2 separate regions of the Pan troglodytes genome follow, and region 1 is linked to region 2. Evidence: chromatin contacts called from public Hi-C data. All regions are on one chromosome and are shown on one strand. The core of a region is the stretch at or near the end of the contact, and the rest is flanking DNA. Distances in the headings are between cores, read along the strand shown. Region 1 holds the start of CAPG (capping actin protein, gelsolin like). Region 2 holds the start of MAT2A (methionine adenosyltransferase 2A).

Evidence for each region. Hi-C and Micro-C count contacts between places; a contact is called where the count stands out from the background.
Region 1: a Hi-C map of stem cell-derived neural progenitor cells shows a contact between it and region 2, with 7 times the contacts expected there. The contact joins the promoter of CAPG here to the promoter of MAT2A in region 2. A contact is called at or near these places in 5 of 7 Hi-C or Micro-C datasets (blood, induced pluripotent stem cells, a lymphoblastoid cell line and 1 more), 1 of 1 datasets of contacts at active chromatin or transcription factors (stem cell-derived excitatory neurons) and 1 of 1 other capture datasets (stem cell-derived neural stem cells).

Annotation. Positions count from the first base shown.
Region 1 is chr12:37,327,443-37,330,561 of NHGRI_mPanTro3-v2.0_pri, forward strand. CAPG (capping actin protein, gelsolin like) reads left to right here and starts at 1,536. Exons shown (of 10, transcript XM_054678563.2): 1 at 1,536-1,856.
Region 2 is chr12:37,213,967-37,217,126 of NHGRI_mPanTro3-v2.0_pri, forward strand. MAT2A (methionine adenosyltransferase 2A) reads right to left here and starts at 1,685. Exons shown (of 9, transcript XM_001167501.8): 1 at 623-1,685. The coding sequence starts at 713.

The DNA of each region.
Region 1 (3,119 bases), core at 286-2,785, 110 kb after region 2:
GGCGGACCTTCCCCACCCCACTGGGTCCTTTCCTCTATTTGCCTTCCTTAGCGGGAGCGGCCGGCGTCTGTTCCTCCCCTACCCTCTCCCTCCTCCACCAAATGTAACATGGCCCTGCTTAGGCTTCCTTCTTCAGCACAGAGCCTGGGAGCCAAGCTTCTCCTGTTCCCAGCTGGTCTTCTACCCTCCCCGTTAGGAGAGACTGGACACAGTGGCTCCCCGACGTCTCCCACCCCACCTCTTTCCTTGATGGGCCTGGAGGGCCCTGAGATCACCCTCCCTCCCTTTTACCAACAGAAAAGCCGAGGCCAGAGAAGAATGGATGCTGGCCAAGGCCATATGATGTACACAGAGCCAAAGCCACAGTCCCCTCACCCCGTCCCGGGCCAGTGTGGGGACCTAAGCAGTCGTTCCACGTGAGAGGGCGACCCCTGCTGGTGAGGAGGGGCATGGCAGCCTGTCGCTCATTTCCTGGGCCCGGAGGCTGACGGTGGAAGGGGCGTGGCCTGGAGGACCACCGACCCAGGCTTTAGTTATCAGGAAGGTAAATGAAGGCAAGGCCCGCAGAGCGAAAGAACGTGGGAAGTTAGGACAAGTTTTGCTGGGCTTTGCCCTTCCTTAGCCACATTCCCTGTAATGACCTAACAACACTGCTCTGTGACTTTAACTGCACCCTGCTGATTGCTGGTTGGATCTTCAGGGAGCAGGAATGGGCATTAAACAGCTTTTGGCATACTGCATGTCCCAAGGGTCATTACTGACTTGAAGGTCTGGTGCTAAGCCCTGGAATGCAGAAGCTCACATTCTGATAATATGATTTCTAATAATAAGAGAATGGGCTCAGTCCAGGCATAGTGGCTCATGCCTGTAATCCCAGCACTTTGGGAGGCCAAGGTGGGCTGATCACCTGAGGTCAGGAGTTCAAGACCAGCCTGGCCAACATGGTGAAACCCCGTCTCTACTAAAAATACGAAAATTAGCCAGGCGTGGTAGTGTGCACCTGTAATCCCATAATCCCAGCTACTGAGGCTGAGGCAGGCTGAGGCAGGAGAACCGCTTAAGCCCGGGAGGCAGAGGTTGCAGTGGACGGAGATTGCGCCACTGCACTCCAGCCTGGGAGACAGAGCGAGACTCCGTCTCAGGAAACAAACAAACAAACAAACAAAAAAAACAGAACGGGCTCTTATTAAAGAGTCCAGGGACTGAGTCAATAGCTGTCTCCAAGTTTCTATGGTACCTATCTCTCCTCTCTAGGGGCAAAAGGGCTACTCAACAAAAGACTGATTGTTTTAACAGAAACACTCAGAAAACCAAACCTTTGAGAACTTCCCAGGCAGAAATAGGCATGCTTAGAGACCACGCGACCAGTTAATATGAACCCCACATCTGCTATCAAGAGAATCTGGGCAATCTACTTTGAATATCCCTTTTGGAGCGGTTTCTAGGTGTTTAGAGATCAAATGAAATATTTCTAGGAAGTAGCTCACCTCGAACTAACCACACAAGAATGAAATCTCACTGACTTACAAGGTCATGGCTAAACCTTCATTGACTAGGTATTTTCCTCCTTCCTTGATGATCCAGGATGTAGCAGTATATGCCCAGATCAGGAAGTGTAAAAGCTGAAAATGGAGTTGGAGACAGAAAGTCCAATGTGTTGCTGGCCACTGTGGTGTCACTGCTCCCGATACAGGTGTAACCTGAGTCTCCCGCTTGGGAGCCAGAAATCAGCTGAGAAGAGGCCTCTGGAAAGAGGCTGTCCTGGCCCAGAAGGGTGGATGAAGTAGGGCCTCAGCACAGCTCATCCTACCGAGCAGGCCGGACCCTGAGTTCCTGGCTTGCACTGAAGGGTCTGGGTAAGTCCCTTCTGTAGCGCCTCAGAAGCTCCTTGGGCAACCTGGGAAGTTAGGACAAGAGTTCTGACATTTGACCCTGAGGTGTGAGGAGAGTGCTTTGAGAGAGAGGATGCTGAATGCGAGTGCCCTGGTTATTACCTCCTGGCAGCCTCCTAACCTCACCTTGACTCTGCCATGTAAAATTGATGCCTGGGCGCAGGGCGCCGACGATGGTCAGATACCGCGGCCTGAACACCCTGGGACCTACATCCCTGACTTGGAGGACCCAGGCCTTCCCTGGGCTTCACCATGAGTCCTGCAGGCCACACAGGGACCCTAACAGACCTAGTCCAGTCTCAGGGTCTGGGCTGCTCCTCCTTCCAGGAATGGGAGTTTGCTCTAGGCGATGGAGGAAGGGTTCAGGAGGCCACTCTGCGTGCTTAGCAGGCTGTGGGCCCAACCCCCCACGCACCATCTTCATCTCCCACGGCCCCAACCTCGTAGGGAGGGCAGGGCGGGGCTCAGGTTCGCAGAGAAGGAGGGCTCGGACCAGCGACTCCAGGGCAGAGGGGCGCGTGCAGGGGTGGGGGGCTGGGTTTGCGAGGAGAGAAGGCCATCTCTTCCCCAGCAGGGGAGCCCCCACCTAGCCACCGGGATCCCACCCTGGCTGGCGCAATCTTTGCGTCCGGATGAGCACCCAAGGCCCCGCCCAACGGCCCGCTGCCTGCCGGGATTTGTAGTTTGTAGGGGAGGGGCCAAAACGCGCGTGTGTGTGCGTGTGTGACTGTGTGTTTGTGAGACTGTGTGTGTAAGTGTGTCCGGGGGTCTGTTGTGGTGCTCCCGTCCCCGAGGGCCCTCGGACCTGGGCTCAGCAAAGGTACCACAGGCCGCAGCTTCCGAGACCCCGCCCCGCGGCCCACTGCCTGCTGGGATTTGTAGTTCGTAGGGGTCTAGGGCCCAGGCTGGGGCCGGGTTGGGGCCTTACACGCGGCCTGGCGTGTGGCTGTCCTGCGTCCTCGTTTTTCTCGTGAGCCCTGGATCTGGACAGTGGGCCCGGCGCGAGGCCCGCAACTCCGGCTGGGCTCCCGGTGGCACTTTCTGCCGACCTTGAGATGTACCCGCCACGCCTGCGGGACTGACCGCTAGGTGGGCAAACCGAGGCACAAAGAGGGGCGCGCTCTGGCCGGAGTCGGCCCTCTTGTGAGAATTTGGGCTGGGAGACCCAGCCCAGGCCTGGCAGGCAAGGCTGGGCCAGGCGAGGGTCCTGGGCCCTTTCGGTGTAAG
Region 2 (3,160 bases), core at 435-2,934:
TGGAGGCAAGGCCATATCCGCCGAAGGGCATGTGCGTATTCTCCAGTGTGTAGTCAAGACCTAACCACTGAGGCAGTGGAGCCAGACGACGTCCCAAGGCATAGGCCCCCCACCCCTCAAACTGAGGGCCAGGACAGCCGGGGAGGCCCACGGCTCCCCCTCGCCCAGACACCACATGCGGCAAACACGTGGTCGCCGCTGCAATGCGGGGCGCGCGCTCCCGAGGGCCGGACGCGAGCACGCGGGGCGGGTCGCCCACTCCAGGTTTGTCAGACGGCAGGGCCGGGAGGGGTTAACAGTGCCCTCCCTTCCCGGCCAGAACTCACTAGCGACCACAGCCCCCGCCCTTCACGTTTTCTGGAACCTTCCGCATGCCTAGGCGCGCGACCGAATGGAAAGGGAGGGGGGGAAGGGAAGGGTGGAGAGGGGAGGGGGAAGAGGAGCGGCGGCCACGCGCCAGGCCCTGGCGGCGCCACGAGGAAAGCGCGCGGTCGCCGCTCTTCCCATCACCCGGCGGACGAGGACGACCCGCGCGGGCCCCACCACCGGCCGGCCGCAACCAGCCGGACCTTGGCGCTGCCTTCTGCCCCGCCCCACGCTTCGCTTCAGGCCGTCCCCTCACCTGGGTGGCCTTCCCCGACCGACTCTGAGGTGAAAAGGAACGTGCCCTCCTCGATGAACGCCTCGTGGAAGCCGTTGAGCTGTCCGTTCATGTTGGTGTCGGTGTGCGGAAGTGGCCTTACGAAGGAGCAGCGGCGAGGCGGCAGCGGCTGCGAAATGCGCAAGCTGCGGACAGCGTCCTACTCGTAGCAGGCGGGCGGCGCGGAGCGAACGAAGCGGCGGGCGGTGCGGCCCGGTATTTATAGAGCAGCGCCCGCGCGCGCCCGGCTCGGGCCCCGCCCCTCGGCGCCGCGCGCCAATGCAGCACTTGCGCGGGGGTCGGAGGAGGAAGGGCAGCTCGCTCCGCGGAGTCCGGGCTGAACCACACTGCGCGGCCGCGGGAGGTGCCGTGGCAATCCAGCCCTCCAGAGACCGTTCAGCTATCTTGAGCCGCTAGAGCTAGGGGAAAAATGCAGACGCGAGGAGACGGGGGGGTTTGCTCTTCCTTGTTTCATGTGGGAGAAAAAGCGACTGGGGCTTGCTGGACCCGCTCCCCTGTGCGGTGACATGGCACCTCCCTTCCGACCGTTGGCCGGGATAGCTTTCCCGGAGGTCGCGTCCCCCAGCGGAGGCGGCGGGAATCGCGGAGGTTTTGTGCTGCGGCTGGGGTCTTTCTGGCCGTCCCGCCTCTAGATGCCGGGTGGCAGGGAGCCGGTGGCGGTCGGCCATGTGAAGGTGGCCATCTTGGCCGGCCAGCGAGGGCTCCTCACGGCCTTCCTTCGGCCTCCCTGCCCGGCTTGTTGCCGGCCCCGGGATATCTGAGGGGCGCAGGCCCACCTTCTAGTCGTTTCCTGGTGAATGGCTCTGCTGAAGATGGCCGGAAAGCAGATTAATGAGGGTGCTGCCATCGATTTAAACAATCGCTCTCCTGCCCGCTTCCCTGCGCTAAAGTTTCTGAGGGATCCTCACCCTTCGTGGTTCGTGGACTTAAAGTGGAGGCAGCGCTCCAGCCTTTCCCTCCAGAGAGAAAGGAGGCCGCTCCCAAGTCCGTCCTTGCCCCGTGGCCTTCCTGTTCCTTTGAAAGGGGGGGGAGGGGAATCGATGTTTCAATCCTCTGGTCAGGAGAATATGGAACGAACATTTCTTTTTTGGTGGGTGGGGGCTATTCGTTCCCTTGAATGTGCTTAAGCAGATCTCTTGACGGCGTGGAATGGGCTGTTTCATGAAGCTTTCACTTTAAAATGTCCACCTGCGTTTGTCCCAGTTTTGCCCAATAAAGGAATTACAGGGAAAAAGAGCGAAACAAAACTTGAACCAGCAAGGAGTATGGAGTCCCGTTTGGAGGGAGCCCGCCTTGGGGGCGGGGGTCTCTGCAGCTTGTTCTGGGGCTGGGCCTCGGTGCAGGTCTGGTCGGGCTGGTGGCCTGGTGGCCCTGAGCGGGGCGCGTGACAAGAACGCCGGGTTTAATGAGGTTCTCAGGGAACGGCCTGCTCCTAGCATGGGATGTACTTTACGCTGGGGAGGTGAAGGAGAGACCCCTAGTAACAGTCTCCAGCTGTCTACTGCTGGAGGCAGTAGAACAAGGTGCATTCCCAAGAACAATCCTCTCCGCCGGTGCAGGAGGAAAGGTGGGATTTGCTAAAGGCTCAGTGGGAAACAAAGGAAGCACTTGGGCTGTGCTGGGGGCATCGACAAAGAAGATAAAGGGCTCCTCCCCAGACTCAGTGACCACATCCACGGTCGCTCAAAGCAGGCAGCAAGAAAAGGTTCGACCACAAAAGAGACAATAGGTGATGATATTTTTATTCGTTGCTTTTTACTTTTCAAGCTAACCCTTCATGGGAAAGTAACTGTATAAGACTATTAAAATTTTTTGTTATTTTTTAAAGCAGAATGCCAATTTATTAACTTACAATGTGTAATAAAATTGTCAACTGGAACAAAATGCGTGTGTAGGCTGGTCAGTGCATTATCTCCCAGCAGAAAAATCTATATGGGAAGCCAGAATATAACTGGAAGGTTATTTTATTAGAGAGTCAGAACAAGGAGCGTAAAGTCAATGATTGGCTCATTAAATCCTGATACCCCTGTGCTACCAACTCCACAGTGGGGCTAGGCCTGCCAAGGAGATGAGATTTAGCTGTACATAGTTGCTTACCTACTTCTCTCACTTGTGAATAGTGTGTAGGTGTAATACAGTAAGAGTAGGGGTTTGGAGTCACGACCTCTCTATGCATCAGTATCCTCGTTCTGTAAAATTGGAATATTAATAGTACATCATAGGATTGTTTCAAGGATTGAAATAGTGCAAGTAGAGTCTTTAGCACAGTATCTAGTACATAATTTGTTTTAATGTAAGCTGTAAAAAAGTTAACTATATTTCCTGTGAATTACTTTTCAGTGGCTTTCAATTGCTGTCGGGATACGGACTAAAATCTCTACATACTCAAGGCCCCAGTGTGATTTGGCTGCTACTTCTGCAACCTTATCTTGTGCCACACTCTCCTTTCTGTGTTCTACTTGAACTTGTTTTTTAGTAGCAGTTAATTTTATTAATTTC